Regions from separate parts of the Mus musculus genome. Here regions 1, 2 and 4 are each linked to region 3. Evidence: chromatin contacts called from public HiChIP or PLAC-seq and promoter capture Hi-C data. All regions are on one chromosome and are shown on one strand. The core of a region is the stretch at or near the end of the contact, and the rest is flanking DNA. Distances in the headings are between cores, read along the strand shown.

What was found. HiChIP or PLAC-seq counts read pairs in DNA pulled down with a chosen protein or histone mark. Capture Hi-C pulls out chosen DNA fragments and counts their contacts.
Region 1: a promoter capture Hi-C map of liver shows a contact between it and region 3. The contact joins the promoter of Tap2 here to the promoter of Slc44a4 in region 3. A contact is called at or near these places in 2 of 39 promoter capture datasets (embryonic stem cells and stem cell-derived epiblast-like cells) and 1 of 9 other capture datasets (liver).
Region 2: an H3K4me3 HiChIP or PLAC-seq map of bone marrow-derived macrophages shows a contact between it and region 3, with 7 times the contacts expected there. The contact joins the promoter of Dhx16 here to the promoter of Slc44a4 in region 3. A contact is called at or near these places in 2 of 115 datasets of contacts at active chromatin or transcription factors (bone marrow-derived macrophages and microglia).
Region 4: a contact with region 3 is called in a FOXA1 HiChIP or PLAC-seq map of pancreatic cancer cells. The contact joins the promoter of Tapbp here to the promoter of Slc44a4 in region 3. A contact is called at or near these places in 3 of 39 promoter capture datasets (cranial neural crest, embryonic stem cells and liver), 1 of 484 Hi-C or Micro-C datasets (B cells), 1 of 115 datasets of contacts at active chromatin or transcription factors (pancreatic cancer cells) and 1 of 9 other capture datasets (liver).

What each region holds. Positions count from the first base shown.
Region 1 is chr17:34,202,449-34,206,130 of GRCm38.p6, reverse strand. Tap2 (transporter 2, ATP-binding cassette, sub-family B (MDR/TAP)) reads right to left here and starts at 1,652. Exons shown (of 12, transcript NM_011530.3): 1 at 1,508-1,652; 2 at 347-844; 3 at 147-261. The coding sequence starts at 836.
Region 2 is chr17:35,878,373-35,881,800 of GRCm38.p6, reverse strand. Dhx16 (DEAH (Asp-Glu-Ala-His) box polypeptide 16) reads right to left here and starts at 2,023. Exons shown (of 20, transcript NM_026987.2): 1 at 1,683-2,023; 2 at 279-523; 3 at 6-171. The coding sequence starts at 1,889.
Region 3 is chr17:34,912,694-34,916,305 of GRCm38.p6, reverse strand. It overlaps Slc44a4 (solute carrier family 44, member 4), which reads right to left and starts at 1,840. Exons shown (of 21, transcript NM_023557.3): 1 at 1,786-1,840. The coding sequence starts at 1,819. It overlaps Ehmt2 (euchromatic histone lysine N-methyltransferase 2), which reads right to left. Exons shown (of 27, transcript NM_145830.3): 26 at 3,497-3,612; 27 at 2,233-2,666. The coding sequence ends at 2,486.
Region 4 is chr17:33,918,077-33,921,337 of GRCm38.p6, reverse strand. It overlaps Tapbp (TAP binding protein), which reads right to left and starts at 1,860. Exons shown (of 8, transcript NM_009318.2): 1 at 1,614-1,860; 2 at 1,288-1,467; 3 at 829-1,089. The coding sequence starts at 1,650. Zbtb22 (zinc finger and BTB domain containing 22) reads right to left here. Exons shown (of 2, transcript NM_020625.3): 2 at 2,013-3,261. The coding sequence ends at 2,539. Gm19412 (predicted gene, 19412) reads left to right here and starts at 842. Exons shown (of 2, transcript NR_168019.1): 1 at 842-1,268; 2 at 1,712-2,049.

The DNA of each region.
Region 1 (3,682 bases), core at 403-2,902, 710 kb after region 3:
GTCATCTATACTGGGATATGGTGCCCACTTCTGGCCTGTAGGTGTACATGCAGGCAGAACTCTGTATACATAATTTGTGCCTTGTGCAAAGTCAGTTCCTGTCCAGTCGCATCTACTACAGGGACCTGAAGCCAATCATCTCTCACCTCCCAACAGAGAACAGGCACATGAAAAAGATGGCGCTTGCAAAGGCGTCGGGGTCGAAATCACCTCCCAGGATGTCAATTACACGACCCGAATAGCGAGGGATTAATGTCTCCCCTGAAAGAGGCAAGAAAGATAAGGAGGCTGTGCCCTGGCAAGGCCCTTCTCCCACCTCCCTCTCACAGTGGTCTCTTCCTCTCACCCCACACAGCCACCACAAGGAAGAAGAAGGCAGCTATGAGGAAAGGCAGGTCCGGCCTGGACAGCTTCAGCAACCGCTTCATCAGTGTTCTGTTCTCCTGGCCTGGTTCCTTCTCCTGGACTCCAGCCGGGCTCAGCACAGCCCACACGGCCCAGCTCAGCGCAACAGCCCCATAGCCAGCCAGCAGCCAGCCCCAAGAGGCAGAAGCCACTCGGACTACTGAGGTGCTCGCGGTGCCTCCCACCAGAGCTCTTAGCGAGAAAAACAGGGGAGTGGCAAGGCAGAGCAAGGGCAGAAGGGTCCCCACAAGTCCCAGCAGCTCTCCCACTTTTAGCAGTCCCCACAGCACTCCAAGTCGCAGGGTGCCCTCTATCCAGAGTCCTGGCAGCCCCTGGGGAAGCAGATTTCCCAGAGATCCTTGTAGCAACCCAAGTAAAGCCATGTCCGCCAGCAGCAGAGAGACCCAGGGCCTCAGGTAGGACAGCGCCATGGTGGGTTCTGCGGAAAGAAAGGGAGAAATGAGGTCTGTGGAGTTCCAACCCTGGTTACGAGCCTCCTGCCCCAAATCCACCCTGAGGCTTCTTGTTCACCGGAAAGACCCCCTCCTAGATAAGTCTCTCCTAGGACTGACTGTCTGACGGAGCTGGGAAGGCTGCATTATTCTCACACACAGTCACACAGACACACAGACACTCAGACACACAGCACGGGGGTGGGGGTGGGGGAGGGGGCGGTCTGCTGCCACCACATCCATCTCCCTGAAGTTTGTTGGTGTTAGCCCAAGAAGACACACTGCCCCCATTCCTCGGGTCTTTAAGAGCCAGGAGACCCGGTGCAGGGGCGGGATGCGGGTGGGTTCGGTAGCCTTAGATGGCTTGGGACAGAAGGTTCTGAGTAGGGGCGCTGGGCCGGCGGCGCCCGACGGAAGACCGGGGACGCAGGGCAAGGGGGTGGGGCAGAGGACCTTGGGCAAGGGGTGAGGGACAGGGGACCTGGGACACTGGGTGGGGCAGGGGCACGGAGCAGAGGACACGGGGCAGGGAGTAAGCGGCAGAAGACCCAAGACAGGGGACGAGGAGTGGGGAACCGGATGATGACGCCAAGGGTTTGGGAATGGGCCGCACTCCTGCTAACTCTCGGGTTCTATCCAAAAGAACTCACCTGCGGCTGCGGAGCGGCAGCTCAGGAGAGCTTCTGGAATCTGCTTCTTCTCAAACTGGATCTCCTGGGTGCGCAGCGACGCCCTCGCGGGGAGCGCGCCTGGGTCCCGCGGCTTTCGCTTTCACTTCACTGCCGTGGTCGCGGTGCTGCGCACAGCCGCCAGCAGATGGCGCCTGTCAATTTGCGGGTGGGTTGAGCGCCCCAGGTTCCCAAAAAGGCTCGCCCTCCAAGGCCGCTACTAGCAAAACTCTTGAGGGTCTGAGATGCTTTGAAAAGGAAAAAAAAACAAAAACAAAAACAAAAAAAAACAAAACAAACAAAAAAAAAAAACGAAAAAACCCTGCATTTCTCCGACCTCCGAGCATGTTTTAAGAAGCGCCGGTTAAACTGGGACTATAGTTCAGATGTTGAGAAAACTTGCCTGAGCCCAGGGTTCGCTGCCAGTAGGTTTGAGGAAGGGGAAAGAGGAGGAGGAGTAAAGGGCAGAAAAGAGCATAGGAGAAGGAGAAAGGCGAGGGAAGAGAATGGTCGTGGACGGAAGGAAGGGGAGGGAGGAAAATGGAGGAGGGAGTGACTTCAGGTCCCTCCCAGTCAGCAGACCACACAGGTGTCCCACCTTTGGAAAAAGGAAGAGAGGAGAGAGAAGGACGGAGGGTGGAAGAGAAGAGAGGCTTGAGGGCTTGTTTGTTTTTCCAGGTAAGCTCAAGAGTTGGGGTCTGGGGTAAAACTAGGGCTTACAAGAAGGCCTCAGCTCCTATCAGCAGGCCAAAGGTTCCCTTTCACAGATTTTGAACCCAGAGGCTCTGGCCCTTTGTCCTCAGACTTTCTTCGCAGCACACCGCACTTGCAGTGAGGGCCCTGGGTCAGTGCCAGGGCCTGCTGCTTGTGAGGTAGTCAGAGTAGGCTGTAGGCTAACACCATCAAAGAGGGAACCCGGCCTCCTCCCCAGAGCCCAGTTCATTGCGGAAATCACCCTTCTGGGCTCCAGGGAAGAGCCCTCACAGAGCATGGTGAGGCACCAGGTTCCATTCTCAGACATGAAAATCAACCATGCTGCTCATCACCACACCCCACCACCAGGGCACTACAAGGAGAAATGACTCTGCGGGCTGAAACTACCTATAAAGGAAAAAAAATCCCCTTAGACATGCTGGTGTGACTACCCATGAGTCACTTGAAGGTCAAATGTTGAGGGCGGGGGGGGGGCTGGGGGTGGCCTTAAAGCAGGCCTACATGGCTATGCCTATCTCTCTGGACTTTAGGGCTACCCCAGGTGGAGAAGGCTCCCATCTGGCTGTCTGGATCTCAGAGTCCTCTAACCCCTGACCTGGCTCTTGACCACTCCTGCACGGAGCACTCATGCGCTGAACTCTCCTGCCCTGAGCACTCCTGCACTGAGCACTGCTACACTGAGCACTCCTGCACTCAGCACTCCTACACCAAACACTCTGTACTGAGTACTCTTGTCCTGAGTACTCCTGCACTGAGCATGCCTGCACTGAGCACTGTGCTGAGTACTCCTGTGCTGTGCCCTGAACACTCCTGCCCTGAGCACTCCTGTCCTGAGTACTCCTGCTCTGAGCACTCTTGTCCTGAGTACTCCTGCCCTGAGCACTCCTGTCTTGAGCATGCCTGTGTTGAGTACTCCTGCCCTGAGCATGCATGTGCTGAGTACTCCTGCGCTGAGCATTCCTGACCTGAGCACTCCTATCCTGAGCACTCCTGTCCTGAACACTCCTGAGCTGAGCACTCCTGCACCAAGTATTCCTGCACTGAGCACTCCTGTGCTGAGTAATCCTGCCCTGAGCACTCCTGTCCTGAGTACCCCTGCCCTGAGCATGCCTGTCCTGAGCATGCCTGTGTTGTGTACTCCTATGTTGAGCACTCCTGCACCAAGCACTCCTGCACTGAGCACTCCTGCACTGAGTACTCCTGCCCTGAGCACTCCTGTGCTGAGTACTCCTGTGCTGAGCATTTCTGCCCTGAGTACTCCTGCCCTGAGCACTCCTGTCCTGAGTACTCCTACCCTGAGCATGCCTGTCCTGAGCATGCCTGTGTTGTGTACTCCTATGTTGAGCACTCCTGCACCAAGCACTCCTGCACTGAGCACTCCTGTGCTGAGTACTCCTGCACTGAGCACTCCTGCACTGAGTACTCCTGCCCTGAGCACTCCTG
Region 2 (3,428 bases), core at 774-3,273, 970 kb before region 3:
CTCACCTTCTTATCTGACCGTTCCAGGACATTCCGGGTCCGGTCCTTGTCCCGTTGCCGAACCCGCTCTGCAAAGGCATCCCGTTCTTCCAAGTCCTGGAGACGCTCACGCTCCGTCCTTTCCCATTCATCCTCTGAGGCTGGCTTCTCCTCCGTGGGTGATTTACTCCCCCTGAACCCAGCAAACCCAGCCCAGTGTATCAAACGGGGGTACTGAGAAAGCTTAGCATCCCCACAGCCGACAGCCTGCTCCAATCCCTCTCCTTCCTTCTGACTTACCCTGCCTTCCTCTTCCCTGACTCGGAAACCTCTTCCTCCTCGTCCTCCTCGTCCTCCTGGTGTTTCTTCCTGAGGTGTTTCCGTCTCTTCCGCTTCTTCTGGAGGCTGCTCCCGTTACTACCCACTGCCTCCTCGCCGCTCTCGCTGTCTTCCAACAACTTATAAGAACGGTTTTTCTCTAGCAGGGCTCGGGCCTCTCGCTCAGCTGCCCGAGCTGGCTTTTCCACCACAGCCTTCCGTGGCACCTGCCGGTAGATATGACAGCTCCTGACCTCAGTACCCTCATTTGCCTACGAACCGGTTACTATATCTAAAGCCTGTCTCCATCTTTCTCTTCTTCGTGGTCTTGTTCTACGGTCATAGCTCAACAGGGCTCCGCAGCTTCTGAACGTCCTTCTAGGAATCCACTGAGCAAATGATTACTGAAAGCCATCCCGTGGTGGAGGCAAAGAACCAGCTCTCACAGGTTGTACGCTCACAGCCTCACACGGGCATATGCACGAACTAAAACTTCTTCCTAACTTTAATGACTTACTTTTATTTTTATGTGCACTGGTGTTCTGCCTGCAACGTGAGCTGTGTGTGAGGGTGCTGAATCTCATAGAACTGGAGTTACAGTTGTGAGTTGCCACGTGGGTTCTAGAAATTGAACCTGGTTCCTCTAGAGGAACAGCAAGTGGTCTTAATCCCTGAGCCATCTCTTCTTGCCCCACGATAGAATTTTTTTTTTAAAGTATTGGTTCTGAGCTTAAGTAGTTTATGTTCTAAAACCCATTTTCTTTTCATGATTTATTTTTCATTTATTTATGTGTATGGGGTACCTGGCAAAGGCCAGAAGCCCTCCGATCTCCTTGGAGCTGGAATTACAGATGGTTGTGTGCCACTAGGCCTGGTTGCTGAGAACTGAACTCAAGTCTTCCAGATGCACAAGGGGTCTTAACTGCTAAGCCATCCCTCCCCAGCCTCGATCCTATTTCCTAAATGCTAATTCTCCTAGCTCTGTTCTCAGTGACTCTTTCCCAGGGCTGGGGATTGAATCCAAGGCTTACTGTATGCTAGACAAACATTCTACCAACTGAGCTACATCCTTAGGCCTGGGGTATGTGCTGTAACTAACAATGGCTCTAGCTTAAACATGTATGTAGAGCCCCATCTCGAGTCTTCTCCACAGACCTGTATACACCCAACACCTAGCATGATATCTAGATAACAGAGGAAAAAAATTAAATGGTGGGCGGAACCAAGAATGAAAGGTCTCTCTGTCACCCCACTACCAGGGAGGCTCGCTGCAAGTTCTAAGCCAGCCTGTGTACTATATTGAAAGTTGCAGGCTATCACAGAATAGACAGCCACACTGCGTACGAGCCAATTCGGCTGTGAGTGGCCTGCCCCGGCGGCACACACCTTGCTCCAGAGCTTCAGGGCGAAGTCCCGCGCCGGCCCCCCGAGGTCCAGGGTGTCGGTGTCCCGCAGGCGCTGCACGAACTCCTCGGCGGAGGCGCAGCGCTGTGCGGTGCCGATCAGGAACTGCGCGACGTGCCGCTCGCTCAGCCCCAGCACCGAGTGCAGCTCCTCCTGCACCCACCGCTCCAGCCCCGCCGGCGTCGCCATGGCGACGCGTCCTGCTCCGGGCGCGCAACCGCGGAACGGCCAGGACTGCGGCGGGGACAGAGCCTGCGGTACTACCGCCTCGCTCCGGCTGCCGTAGAGACTCCAATTCCACAGACCGCGAAACCCGGAAAGAGTCGCGCTCTTCCGGCCAGGGATCGACGGTGGCTGGGCGGGTTCAAATCGCGCAGCCTCTTTCCCGACGCTAAGTGCAAGAGGCTTTCATGCACAGCCTCGTCCAAGCTCTCCGTCGCCCCCTAATGATCTGTGCGCGGGTGCAGTTCTCTATCAATACAAGCTGTCAGTGATGACTAACTAGTTCCCACAGCTGGGATAAATAAAAGACGTACAAATCAGGGTTAGGAAAACAAGATATATAACAAAGGGCTGGAGAGACGGCTCAGCGAAGTCGAGTTCGATTCGGTGCACCCACATCCCTCACCAACAACCACGTATATCTCCAGATCCAGGAGGATCTACCACCTCTGGTCTCTTCTGACACCTGCACTTGTGTGCACGTGCTCATACACAAACACACATACACCTAATTTTTTTAAAAATAAATTTTTTTTTTTTGGTTTTTCGAGACAGGGTTTCTCTGTCTTGGAACTCACTTTGTAGACCAGGCTGGCCTCGAACTCGGAAATCTGCCTGCCTCTGCCTCCCGAGTGCTGGGATTAAAGGCGTGCACCACCACGCCCGGCCTAACTTAAAATATTAAAAATTAAAACAACAAAAACTAAAGGTACATAATAAATACATTTAGGTGGGAGTTTGGGTATCATAAGATTTTAATATTTATTTATTTAATGTGCATGTGGGTTTGCCTGCATGAATTTATCTGCACAGTATGTGTGTGTGTGTGTGTGGTGTGTGTGTGTGTGTGTGTGTGTGTGCCCTTTTAGGTCAGAGATATTGTGTCTCTCTGAACTTGGAGTTACTGGTGGTTGGGACCTGCCTGATATAGGTGCTGGGAACCAAACACCAGTCTTCTGAGAGCAGCAAGTGCTCTTAACCACTGAATCATCTCTCCAGCCCCTCTATTGGGTGTGTGTGTGTGTGTGTGTGTGTGTGTGTGTGTGTGTGTGTAGGCATTTTACTTGCAAGTATGTATACCACTCAGAATCTGGAGGAGGGCATTGGATCTCCTGAAAATGTAGTTAGGGGTGTTTTTGAGACATCACGTGAGTGCTGGGAGTTAAACCTAAGTGTTCTTAATTGAGAAGCCAGCTCTCCAGTTCACCATTTAAAAAACAAAAACAAAAAACAAAAAAACACGGGACTCATGTACAATTAGCTGGCCTTGTATGTACTACATAGCTAAAGATAACTTTGAACTCTTATTTATTTATTTATTTACTTACGCACTTAATTACTTACATCCTCAAAGCTGCCCCCTCCTGGTCCCCCCTGAAAGAGTTTCTCCCCCTATTCCCCTTCTCCTCTGAGAGGGCACCTCCCCACCCCAGTATCCTCCCTACCCCCCACCCCCCACCCCCGCAACCTTGAACTCTTTTTGTTTGTTTGTTTTTTGTTTTGTTT
Region 3 (3,612 bases), core at 591-3,090:
AGTTTTAGCTTCTTGGAACTATCTCTGTAGCCCAGGCTGGCCTTGAACTCACAGAGATCTGCCTGGCTCTGTCTCCCAGGTGTTGGGATTAAAGGCATGTGTCTCCAGGCCGCAGCCATTTGTTTTAAATTTTACTTTGTATTTCAGACAAGATCTTGCTGAGTTCTCCAAGCTGGACTTAAACTTGCTTCAGCCTCCTGACTGGTTTTTAGAATAAGCTTCTGAAAGTGGTTCTTAAAGGGACTCAAGGCTTCTGAGTAGTGTGTAACCCAGGTTCTGGGACTCCCTCTTAGTGGCTCGCAGACCCCAGTCCTATCTCTGTCCTCCAGCCTGTTCCAAGTCATCTCTGGACTATCCAGTCTGGGAGCCCCTCAGGGGACCATCATCACTTATCTCAGCCCTCTGGCCCAAGGATATGACAAAGAAAGGATAGTAAAGCTATGAAACCCTGCAGGGCAATGGGAGCTCCGAAGACCGCCCCACCACCACCACCCCACTCCGGCTACCGCACGGCTCTGGGTGGCCAGCCAGATTGACACCTGAGCCGGCTGCTGTGGTTGTGGCCTTGTGGCCACGTCCTGTTCCTGGTCCTCCTTGAGTACACAGGGGAGGGGGCGGGGCAGGGCGGGGCCAGGCTGCCAGGGTCCTGGTGGGCACTGAGGGACAGCTGAGGGGTGGGCTAGCCTGGGGCAGGTATCTTCTTTTGTGGGCATTTTGGACTCTGTCCCACCCGGGCTCACAGACACAGGGTCAATGATTGACCCAAGGCTGTTCCAGGAAGTTTTCTGTGCTCTGGCTATTACTCGGTCTTCTAGGGGACACCAGCCCCACCTAGAGGAGGCCCAACCCTCAGCCCTCTCTCTTCCCCGTCCAGTCTCAGGATCTGGGGGAAAGATTTCCAGCCCTTTACTTCAGCAGTTCTGGAAACAGGCCTCCCCTGTTTCCCCTCAGACCTCCCCTTCCACACAGCCCTGGCCCCGATTACTTAAAGTGCTCTAGATACACCAACATACACACTTCTTCCCAACTGAAACCTGAAGGCAGGTGTCAGTTGTCTCTCCACCTTAGGCCCCACTCCTCACAGGGGTCCTTGCAGGCAGACCCTAGCATCTCGGGGTCCCACCCCAAATTCTCACAAGAATTCCTTTAGTCCACGGTACCTGCCCCCCCCCCTCTGGGACTCTAGCATGCAGACCCCAGCAGCTCAGGGTCCCAGGCCCTCCATTTCACAGGAATCCTAGCAGGCTGACTGCAGAAGTTTGGGGTTCCAGCCCCCTACTCCTCAAAGGACTTTATTAGTTCAGAGGCCCATCTCCCCAACTCTTCACACAGATCCCAACAGGAGTCTCAGCTCCTGCCTCTTCACAGGGTGTGGGTTGACAGACACCCCCCCCCCCAGCAACCACAGCGCAGGACACTGCTGGACTCTAAGTCCAGAGCATCGGGACCCTAACCTGCCTCCTAACCACACAGGCTTTGTTTGCTAGGGCTCTGCCCTCAGGGACCTACAGCCCAGGCCTGACCTCCCCACTCCGCTGGCCACACAGGGACGCCAGCCCCAACTCCTGCTCATCCAGGTTCCATTTAGTATGCAAGATCTTTCTGGCGGCTCAGACCATCCTTCCAGGACCTGATTCTGTCTCTTTTCCTTGACTCCTGTTTTCCTGTAGCCGCTCCTCAGAGACCCAGGACTCCAGTTCCTCTGTCAGGATCCAACCTCAGCTGCCATGGCTGCAGAGCCCGGCCACCTCTCTCCAGAGCCCGGGCCTCTGCCCCTAGCCTTACCGTGAGCCTCGTTCTCATTCTGCTTTCTCCCCATGGCTCAGTCTCCGGAGTGATTGGAGCCACGGAGACCTAGCCGCTCACCTGCCGCCCGCCCCGCCCTCCCTCCCAGACGTCACAGCCCCGCCCCTGCCTGTGGTCCTCTACAGTTCCTTTTTCAGATCTCAACTCTTGACCAGCCCAGGGGTACCAGGGCTCAGAACTGGGTCCCAGGAGCTGCTTACCGGGTCTGCTACGGACCGCAGCAGGAAGAAACCGGAGCACTTTGATAAGGAAACACTGCATAATTGTTTAGAGTACTTCAACTGTGGCACACCCAAACCTCTAGGTTGTGATTTGCTTTTCCTTAAACCCCTGTGGCCAGTGGGTGCCCCACAGCTGTTCTCTTCCACCCCACAGCCACAGCTTGCTTCCTACCCAACTGTCCCCTCAGCCCCATAGTCCTCATCGTCCTGAAACAATCACCAGACAGTTTATTACCAAACCCAACATTTATTGAGAACACAGAAAATCAGCTGGCAGAGGCCCAACTTCAATCAGCTAACTGAGGCCAGGCTCAGTGGGGAAGGCCAGCCCTGAAGTCACTTGCACTCCCAGTGAGAAACCAGCTCTGGGAGAGGGGCCATCGACCTTCCAGGCCTTACTGGGGTCTCTGATGGAGAAATGTCTGAAGGGCAGTGCCCGGCCTGGATTTTAAGAGTCCTCAGGTGTTGATGGGGGGCAGGGAGCTGAGGTCAGGGAGCAGCTCCGGGTGGGGGTCCAGCCGGGCCAGGCGGCTCTGCTCCAGGGCGATGGCCTCCGCTGAATGCTTGCACTTCTCAGAGCCACACTGGCAGGTGAAATACTTGCTCTTGATGTCCCAGAATCGGTCACCGTAGTCAAAGCTGGCAGAGGAAACACAGGAGCTCTTGGCCCTTGGATCTAGACACTTCAAACCCATCTCATAGAGCCCAGGAGCCCTCTTGAGGGATCCACCTTCTTCCACCCAACCACTCCTGCAGATGGACTCCAGGTCCTTGTTGGCTCTGTTGACTCACACTCCCAGAGAACTGTCATAAATGCAGGCTTCTAGCCTTCCTGCCTTGTGACCAGACTCTCCCGAGGCTCTGCGGGAAGTGGGATGCAGCCTGCCCAGGGCCTAGTATACTCAACCATCCAGCCAACCCACACTAGCCCCCATCCCCCTTCTTGTTTTTTGCTTAAGATAGGGTCTCTCTACATAGGCCTGGCTGTCCTGAACTCTGTAGTTAGCCCAGGCTGGCCTTGAATTTGTAGGTACTTCTGCTTCAAGCTCTTTCAAACACTAGCATGACAGGCATGTGATACCAGGGCAACCTGGACTTCTCTTGTTTTGTTTTGACACAGGGTCTCACTCTGTAGCCCAGACTCTTTGTGATCCTCCTGCCTCAGCCTCCTGAGTGCTGTGATCATGAATGTATGTTCCTACTCCTGCCTTACACAGTTTTAACAAGCCTTCCAAGGGACACCTAAGAACACCAAAGGAAGCCGGGTATGGTAGCACACACCTTTAATCCCAGCACTTGGGAGGCAGAGGCAGGCAGATTTCTGAGTTCGAGGCCAGCCTGGTCTACAGAGTGAGTTCCAGGACAGCCAGGACTACACAGAGAAACCCTGTCCCGAAAAACCGGGAAAAAAAAAAAAAAAAAAAAAAGAACACCAAAGGCTGGTCAGTGCCCTCAGGCTGGCTCCTCACCCCAGCTCCTCCCCAGTCCGGATGTCCCTGGAGCTGAAGAAGGCAATGCGTGGGAACCGTAGATCTTGGTGCAGCATGAAAACCCGGACAGGGATGATGTTGGGGTCACACAGGTG
Region 4 (3,261 bases), core at 611-3,110, 990 kb after region 3:
ACCATCCCACATGAAGACCAGCAGTGTGAGGGCAGGTGGTTTCAAGAGAACTACTGTCCCCACAAAGGGCCTGCACAGGGTGGAGCTAAGAGTAGAGGTGCCAGTGGAGTTTCAGACTGTCCCCATTTGGAGACTTCAAATGATGAAGGCAAAGGACTGAGTTCGGTGAGAATATTTGCATAAAAGCACCAGAAATGGGGAAAGCCAATGACGATTCTATCTACCTGTTAGGTGGTGTCCAGAGAGAAAAGCAAACATTCAGGACATTCAAGACAGATCTACCCCATAGAGTGCCCCTTCCCCTGTCCAGCACAGCAAAGTGGTGGGTGGATCTCTGGGAACTCAAGCGGCAGAACCGCACCTGTGCACAAGCCACCGTTCTGCCCACTAGAGGCCACTGTTGAGGCACTAAAGACCGTGGCCGAGAGCCTTGGCAAGAGGTTCCTTGCTGGGCTGACTGTCCCTAGTCTCTAGTGCGCTTTGAAGAGACTCAAAGTGTGATTTTTGAAACCTAGGATGGGTGCAGAAAAAATTTGGGTTTCGGGACGCCTAACCTTATGAGTTTCTCAAACTCTGGGATCTGGAAACCGACACCATGACCGCCTCTGCAAAGTCCCGCCCCCAAACCACAGTAGGTTTCAATTTTACTCTCAGCCTACAATGAAGGGTGAAGATAAAATCTAACCAACTCCCTTCCCTTAACAAAAGAATATATACTGATCCCCAGTTGAAGAAATGACCCATTCAAACCTCTTGGCGAGTCGCCGAACTGGCCCATCTAGATCCTTAAAAACTACCCATCCATCTCGCGCGCCTCTCGGCGGCTACCTGTTGCCATGGTGATGACGACAGGCTCCCGCAGAGGCTCCGGCTGTGGTCGCAGCAGGCTGGAGAGGCTGAAGAGAGTGCTGGATACGCTGACCAGCAGCCAATCCCCGTCCAGGGCCCGCGGGCAGTTCTGCTCCGGACTCAGACTTCTAGCCCACTTCGCCGAGGCAGGGAACGGGATGAAGCGGCTCATCTCGCAGTGTGGGGCGGAGGCGCCTGCGGGGTACCGCCTGAAGGCGGCCAGGAGCATTCCCGCCGGGTCTGCAGAACCGAAAAGGGTGTAACGGTAGCCCGGACTGGAAATGTGCTGACTACACACAGGCCGGAAGGCACAAACTAGCAAAGTAGTGAACGACTTAGAGAGCATCCAAACGTATTTACAAAAGGGAAAACTGAGGCCCAGCGTCCCTGCGTGAGCTAAGAGGAGGCGACAGATGCAGGTAAGTCCCGAAGACTCACCATCCACCTTGAAGTATAGCTTTGGGTCAAGATCTGGCCGGGGCGGCGGTCCCCTGGGTCCATGGCGCAGTAGCAGTGTGGCAGGTTTCTTAGACAGGCCACCCCCACCTGCATCCTCCACGAACCAGCACTCGATCGCCTCTGGTCCAGCCGAGACGACGGAGACGACGGTCGCTAGGCCTGGGGAGAGGGGCTCCGGTGACCAGAGGGCCATAGGATGTCCGGCGACCGGCGACCGGCCCGCCCCTTCAGACCCGCCATGGGACCTCCTCCCTCTCCTTCCCAGTGTGTCTATTCCTAAACAAGAAGAAATGGGGTCTGCTCACCCAGTGCCACAGCGACGAGCAGGAGCAGAGGCTTCATGGTGCTACGATCTCTCCTACCAAGTCTTTTCTTCCCCTTTCACTTTCATTTTCCTTCTAAGGCTGGGGTGAGGAACTGGAAATTCCCCGATCTGGTCAGGTGAGGGCGTGACTGCGCGTTGGAGGAACGCCGCCCACAGGGGCCAAACAGAGTTGCCGAAACCCTGTCTGTAGCTCTCCAGCCACTCCTCGCCCTGCACCCACCCCCTTGGCTCACCGGACTGCGCCAACTTTGAGCCCTTTATCAGCCTAGACTCCGCCCTCCTGCTGTGCCCTCTCCGCGCCACCTCCCTTAAAACCACACTCCCGCGTTCCCAGACCTGTGCCAGGTCCCAGCAAACAGAGGGGTGTTGGGAAGCCAAGTGAAGTGACCAATAAATATTTTAATCACCGTTAAAAATTAAGACCTATACTACGCGGCTCCCACCTTGTGTCCACCCACTTTCATGACAACCCAATTTGGGATCCCCATGGCAAGGGTGGGGTAGTACAGAAATAAGGGGCGTATCCTTCAAGAGGAGAAAGGACAATCGTTAAGACTCAAAGGCCTTGTCCCACAACACAAACACAGACTTCAGGCACAAACTAGCACAACCTGACTGTTGGCTCTGTGACTCTAGGATGCTCAAAAGGTCCCTTTTCCATTCCCCCACCTTGTTGGCACTACTCCGTGAAGGTGGGGCTCTGGTGTGCTCAGGGGAAAAGCAAAAACACAGCTTAGTTCCAGAGATCTCGAGGAAGGGGCTGAGGAATGGAACGGGCTGGCGACGGTGCAACCCACGCCCTTCTCTAGAATATATACAAGTCCACCGAGGTAAGGGAAGACTGTTTGGTGGGGGAAACCCCGGGAGCCATTGCTCTTAGACTAAGCTCCCCAATTGCCTGCTCTTCAGTGTGCTGCACCTCCACCCCCACTGAAATCCATCTCCACTTTGTGCACGCTGGGTGGGGACCAGACACGCCTATGGGACGGGGGCGTGGCCGAATTTGCCTCATCGCCACTGCCCCCACCCACTGTGGAAGACTCCCTCTTGGGTTGCAATGCTGGCCCAGAAGGTGTCCCGGGTCCAGGTCCAGGACCCGGTCCAGATCCGACCCCACCCACACCCATCCGGTGCCGACGCTCACAGTGTCCCCGGTGACGCATGAAACTGTCCCGCCACATGAACTTCTTGGCGCAGACACTGCATTCGTACGGCTTGAGGCCCGTGTGTGTCTTCATGTGCTCGGTCAGGTGGTGTTTCATCTTGAACTTTTTGTTGCACACGGGGCAGTCAAAGGGTCGCAGGTTGAGATGCATATTCACGTGCCGGTCCCGCATGCTCTTATGTGAGAAAGCCTTCCCACAGTGGCACAGAAAGATCTTATTCCCGTCGCTGTTGCCTGTCCCTCCAGGAGCCCCACCAGAGCCACTTGGTATGCCCAGCCCCACCGCAGAGGTGCCCCCGAGGGTCACTGCCCCGTGCTCAGCTGTGTTCCCTGGTGGCTGGCCTGGAGCCTGTGAAGAGGAGGATGGGAAAACCAAGATCTGGTTGCCCGGCACATCCAATGGAAGGAGGGGTCGTGGAGGGTGGGTGAGGGCATAGGAGGAAGGGGTGGGTCCTCCGGGGTC